Linked DNA regions of Bombyx mori: region 1 is linked to region 2. Evidence: chromatin contacts called from public Hi-C data. All regions are on one chromosome and are shown on one strand. The core of a region is the stretch at or near the end of the contact, and the rest is flanking DNA. Distances in the headings are between cores, read along the strand shown. Region 1 has its middle 16 kb from the start of LOC134201346. Region 2 overlaps LOC101740132 (leucine-rich repeat serine/threonine-protein kinase 1).

Region 1 (3,140 bases), core at 286-2,785, 110 kb after region 2:
GCACAGGTGAGTGACTCTCAAACGCAAACGACCTTTTCATCACACGAACGTTTGCCTGTCGCGGGAATCGAACCCACGACCCTCGGCGCAACAGTCAGAGGTGCTAACTACAGTACCTCTGAGTCAGTCTATACTGTTAATAATTCCGTCACGTGGTTGAAGAAACTCTCCCTCTTCTTGTCTTTATCCCTCGACACCTAACGTTCGAGCCCATTACGACAGTAACGCACCAGACATGTCGCTTTGCGTCCCCAGGGTGGCAGCGGCCTGGTCGGAGCTCCCCACGTCCAGCAGCTGCACGTCGCTCAGCCCCTCCAGCTACCTCCGCCCCCTCCAACTTATCAGGTACTCGTGGACAGCACCATGATATTGCTATTTTAGGTTTTGCTTTTATCGCTGGTGATGAGCAGACGGGCTCGTGTGGTCTGGGGAAATTGCCGGAGACTTTGAAGTGACAACGAATACTCAATTGTATTGAATGCCTAGCGGGTCTGAAGGATCGAAGTAACTACTTTCTTTTCTCCTGCCTATGCTGATAGCCTTGAGAGGCTATTTCAGCTTCACCCTAACGTGTAGGTGAGCTCATGGGGCTCAAACCGAAGTGTTGCTAACATTGGCCCTAGCAAGAGCAGTGCTTCACAGAATCTACCACCGGATCGGAAACCCGACCCGCTCAGAAGATCCGGCGAGAAACTCAGTGGACGACCAAGGTCAGCAACATCTAGTATATACTGACACTGATGGACACTTCCGATGTAGGTTAACCGGACATTTAGTTCTAATAGTTCTGCAGTGAAGGAGTAATGCGTGTCAGTGGGAAGGGCAACTGGCATACAATGTTTATTTTGACCAATTTGTTTTTATTGCCCTTACAAAGCAGATGAGCATAGGGCCTTCCTGATGACGAGTGGTTGTCAGTAATGCCAGGGACATAGTCAAGCCACTACCCGATACAATCAAGTCATCCATATACAATTTTTTTTTTATTGCTTAGCAGGGTGGACGATCTCACAGCCCACCTGGTGTTAAGTGGTTACTGGAGCCCATGGACATCTACAACCTAAATGCGCTACCCACCTTGAGATATAAGTTCTAAGGTCTCAGTATAGCTACAACGGCTGCTCCACCCTTCAAACCGAGACGCATTACTGTTTCACGGTAGAAATAGGCAGGGTGGTGGTACCGCGCGGACTCACAAGAGGTGTCCTACCACCAGTAATTTACGCAAATTATAATTTTGGCGAGTTTCACTTTTATTACATGACCAAACCCCCCTCCAAACAGGTATTCCTGAATCTGCTGGCGATGTTCCCGCTGTCTCCTTACGGGGAGCCGCGCGAGGAGTCCGCAGACTCCCCCGAGACGGAGAACTACGAGGCCCTTTTGTCGCTGGCTGAGCGGCTCGGGGAGGCCAAGCCCCGGGGCCTGGCGCGGGCCGAGATCGAGCAGCTGCCCAGCTACAAGTACGGAAGCGGGGCGGAGGGCGAGCAGAGCTCGTGCGTGGTCTGCATGGCGGAGTTCGAGGCCAGGCAGACCCTGCGCGTGCTGCCCTGCGCCCACCACTTCCACGCTAAATGCGTCGATAAATGGCTGAGGGTGAGTCGTCTTCTAACACACTCTCGATATAATGAGGGTACATTGTCGATATAGTGAGGTACATTGATACATTGTCGATATAGTTAGGTACATTGTCGATATAGTGAGGGTACATTGTCGATATAGCGAGGGTACATTGTCGATGTAGTGAAGGTACACTGTCGATATAGCGAGGGTATATTTTCAATATAGTGAGGGTAGATTGTCAATATAGTTAGGTACATTGTCGATATAGTGAGGGTACACTATGGCTGCGACTCAAGGGTTTCGAGGGGTAACACCCTACAACTGACTAGAAAGAGGATAGACAGAATTATCTACTTCCGAGATCCTCCCTCCAGGCTTTAGTCCTCTAGTGATCATGGCGCTTGCAACCGAAAATGTGTGTCGCTGCTTTTAGGTTTTAAGGGTAATTAGATATTAATTCCGCGCTGGAAGAAAAACGCTTGATCAGTGATGCCGAAAGAAGATCAGTGATTACCGTAGCCCATGGACTTCAGCAATGCCAAGGGTAGAGCCACGCCGCTGCGTACCACTTAATACTCTCCGCAAGCCTCGTTTAAAGAAGGACATTGGATCGGATCACTGCTGCTACCCAGCCAGGCTCACAAGCCGCCCTAGCGCCAGTTAAGTTTCCAGGCTCCGTGCGGTGGATGCTCATGAGCGCTCTCCGTTTCAGTCGAACCGCACGTGTCCCATATGCAGGGGCAACGCGTCAGAGTACTTCAGCAGCGCGGAGTGACGTCACGCGCGGACCGGCCGCGGGGACCAGGACTCGTGCACCGCCACAAAGTGTGAACTAGCGTTGTGGGGGCCGCGGTGTAGTGCGACCCCCCCGTGACCCCCGTGGGGATCAGACGATCAGCCGTGAGATCGCAGTTTATACACGTTTTTAATGATGCCTCGATTTGTACAATAAAGGGACGCGCGCGAGTGTCTCATTCCGCCATGCAGTGCGCCCGCAGAAATGCCCTAAGTTTGCGCTAGCAGCCTTACAAGCAATACGATTTGGAACACGTAACTTTGCATTGATCGAGCCGCCGAAATAAAAAGTTTTGCAAATCTAGATCAAGCGATATCATGAAGGCATTTTGTGATCATGGTTTTCGGGTATTGCCTTAGTCAGTTTGGCTCTGCGAGTCGGACGCTTTTTTAACTGGCCTGGTGTTGTGCGACCGCTTGCCGTCAGCCGCGCGCCGACTTATCCTAGTACAGTGACGTGAAGCAATAATGTCGTCGATTGTGTCGGGGGCGACGACCCCGCGAGCTCGACAGGTCAACGACCCGGAAATTATTAGTGAAAATATACAAGGAGTTTGTTTGTTTATGATTATTATTATTATTATTATATATACATTTTTTTCATTTATTAATCGATTAATTTTTAATATTAGTTTTTGGCAATATTGTTGGTCGTTAACACGTGTGTTGGTGTAAAAGTGCGCATTTTAATAAATCCGCCCCATCAAATGCGTCAGTTAGAGGCCTAGTGAGGGACCTGGCTGGGGGCCAGGGGCCACAGGTGGTCACCGCGTAGTAGAGGC
Region 2 (2,948 bases), core at 145-2,644:
CGGGTAGGTACCACCACCCCTCCTATTTCTGCCGTGAAGCAGTAATGCGTTTCGGTTTGAAGGGTGGGGCAGCTGTTGTAACTATACTTGAGAACCTTAGAACTTATACCTCAAGGTGGGTGGCGCATTTACCTTGTAGATGTCTATGGGCTCCAGTAACCATTTAACACCAGGTGGGCTGTGAGCTCGTCCACCCATCTAAGTAAAACAAAAGACAGGTTTAGTTACTGTGTCTCGACACTGACCTGAGGCAAGCTGGGCCAGCAAGTGATCTTGTTGTGACTGAGATCGAGCTGCCTCAAACTGGTTGGGTACGAGGTCACGTAGGACATCGATCTGAAAACGATAATTTAATTTAGTCCAAAAACGGAACACGTTTAATTATAAATCATGTTTTGTAACGGTCATTAACGGTAGGCGGCGGTTTGGCTCTGCCCAGGGCATTGCTGATGTCCATGGGCGACGGTAACCACTCGCCTTCAAGTGGGCCGTGAGCTCGTCCACACAACTAAGCAATAAAAAAAAATAAAAAAACGGGAACGTTAAAAAGCTCGCACTAAGCACACTGTCCGCTATTTTACAAGCTTTATATCAGCTTCACTTGTATGTATGTATGTAACTGACTCCTTTAGACGCGATATTGACCCACTTTAAACGGCCAGATTTCATTCAAACTTTGTAGATTTATCGAGGACCGATAAAAATTCAATATTAAAAAAAATTATTAAAAATTTTGAAAAAATATATTAAAAAAATTGAAATTCAACTAAAAATTAAATATAAATAATAGTTAAAAAAACTAAAAATCACGCTTTATATAAGATTCAACTAAAAAATAGAAAATAAATTTTAATACACTTAAATTGAAAATAGTGTAAAAAAATATATATTTTATTGTAAAAAAAGCGTGGGGTGCATGGTGGTATTAGTTATAAATATTTTTCTGACAGATTTCTGTCTGACAGACAGTAGAAGAATTATTATTTCAATAATATGTTAAAAAGCAACACACGCTTTTTTTTTTTAAATAAAATATATATTATTTACACTATTTTCAATTTAAATTTATTAAAATTTATTTTCTATTTTTTAGTTGAATTTGATATAAAGCGTGATTTTTTGTTTTTTTAACTATTACTTTTCATTAATATCCATAAATAAGAAGTGTAACTTCTCAAACGCAATTTTTAATTATTATCATTTAAAATTAATTATTAACACGGAAGTAAACCTGAGCATTTCCAAACACAACATATAGTCTCGGACTCACCTGAGAGAGTTGTAGGACATGTTCAGTCGCTTAAGGTTGTGAGCCCTGCAGGCCAGCGCGGGGGGGAGGCAGGTGAACTGGTTGTGCGACAGGTTGAGAGCGGCGAGGGGGCTACCCTCAAGTGACGTCACGCCCGCCTGCACAGCGCCCCGCCACGCGTGCACTCGACGCGCCTCCGTGCAACTAAGTACAGTCTTACAGTAAACATACGCTTCATACCTTAGTCGTCATGATGTCTATTAGAGAGAGGGAGAGTGAGGGAAAGAGAGAGAGAGGGAAAGAGAGAGAGGGAGGGAGGGAAATAGAGAGGTAGGGAGGGAAAGAGAGAGAGGGAGGGAAAGAGAGAGAGGGAGGGAAAGACAGGGAGAGGGGGCTTATTGCTTAGATGGGTGGACGAGCTCACAGCCCACCAGATGTTAAGTGGTTACTGGAGCCCATAGACATCTACGACGTAAATGCGCCACCCACCTTGAGGTATAAGTTCTAAGGTCTCAAGTATAGTTACAACAAATAATAAATTAAATATCTGAGATACTTACACAGCATTTCCACTCCTGTTTCCAATGATCGGGATACCTTCGTCCTCAGAGTCACTCCTGTCGATCGATGGACTAGATGGACTTCGGGACAAGTACTGGAAGATACAGTCATGGAAACGACTTGAGTTTACCTGTCTTAAGAGGTCAGCTGACAGCGTTTAGGCTATACTAGCTACCCGCCCTCGCTTCGCTTCGTAAACTGTAATTTATTATTGATTTCTCCACTATTTAATGGATGTTATTATACATATAAACCTTCCACTTTAATCACTCTATCTATTAAAAAAAACCGCATAAAAATCCGTTGCGTGGTTATAAAGATTTAAGCATACATAGGGACAGAGAAAGAGACTTTGTTTTATATAGGTACTATGTAGTGATGAACCTTGAAGGATGAGGCAGAAGATCTAATTTCCATTACACAACCCCGGTCTTAGAAAAAAATTAATAATAGTTTAAAAAAACTAACAAAATACGCTTTTATAGAAAAACCAATTACAAAAAAGAAAATGATTTTTAATAAATTTGAATTAAAGATTAGTGTAAGAAAAATAGATTTTATTGTAAAAAAAAGCGTGGGGTGTTTTCAGGATATTATGAAAATAACCCTTCTACTCATATCTGTTCATAAAATATTTATAACTACTGATACCATGCACCCCACGCTTTTTTTTAACAAAAAACTCATTTTTTCTTTTTTAGTTGGTTTTTCTATAAAAGCGTATTTTGTTAGTTTTTTTTAAACTATTATTTATTTTTCATTTACATTTTTTCAATTTTTTTTTTTATATTGTATTGTCATCGGTCCTCAATAAGTATACCAAATTTCGGGTTAATCCGACGTTTTGAAGGGGGTCAAAATCATGTTCAAAGATTCCGTTACATACATACATACATACATACGTCTGAAGCTAATAAAAGCGTATTAACAACTCACCGATGAGCTGGTAAAGTTGAATGGCGATGTCGAGTTGGAAGGCGAGGCGCTTGTCAGCGGAGACTCCAGGGGCGAGGTCGGTGGCAGACCAGGCGACTCTGACTGGTTCTGTTGACAGGACATTGACTTGCCAATCTCAATGAAACCTAATTTCCGTTTTGGAGTCCCGTCTCTTTCTCTGCTCCTCATGGGATCAACTAAT

What was found. A called contact is a pair of places that touch in the nucleus more often than the background predicts.
Region 1: a contact with region 2 is called in a Hi-C map of middle silk gland, with 1.5 times the contacts expected there. The contact joins two enhancer-like sites. A contact is called at or near these places in 2 of 7 Hi-C or Micro-C datasets (middle silk gland and whole pupa).

The regions. Positions count from the first base shown.
Region 1 is chr24:18,817,071-18,820,210 of ASM3026992v2, forward strand. No RefSeq gene overlaps it. Among protein-coding and RNA genes, the nearest start is that of LOC134201346, 16 kb to the right of the region's middle. Within about 2 kb of position 1,536, at least 2 of the 8 cell types and tissues checked have open chromatin away from gene starts, as enhancers often do.
Region 2 is chr24:18,712,162-18,715,109 of ASM3026992v2, forward strand. LOC101740132 (leucine-rich repeat serine/threonine-protein kinase 1) reads right to left here. Exons shown (of 58, transcript XM_038019705.2): 17 at 2,747-2,854; 18 at 1,810-1,904; 19 at 1,271-1,453; 20 at 246-336. Among protein-coding and RNA genes, the nearest start is that of LOC134201347, 29 kb to the right of the region's middle. Within about 2 kb of position 1,395, at least 3 of the 8 cell types and tissues checked have open chromatin away from gene starts, as enhancers often do.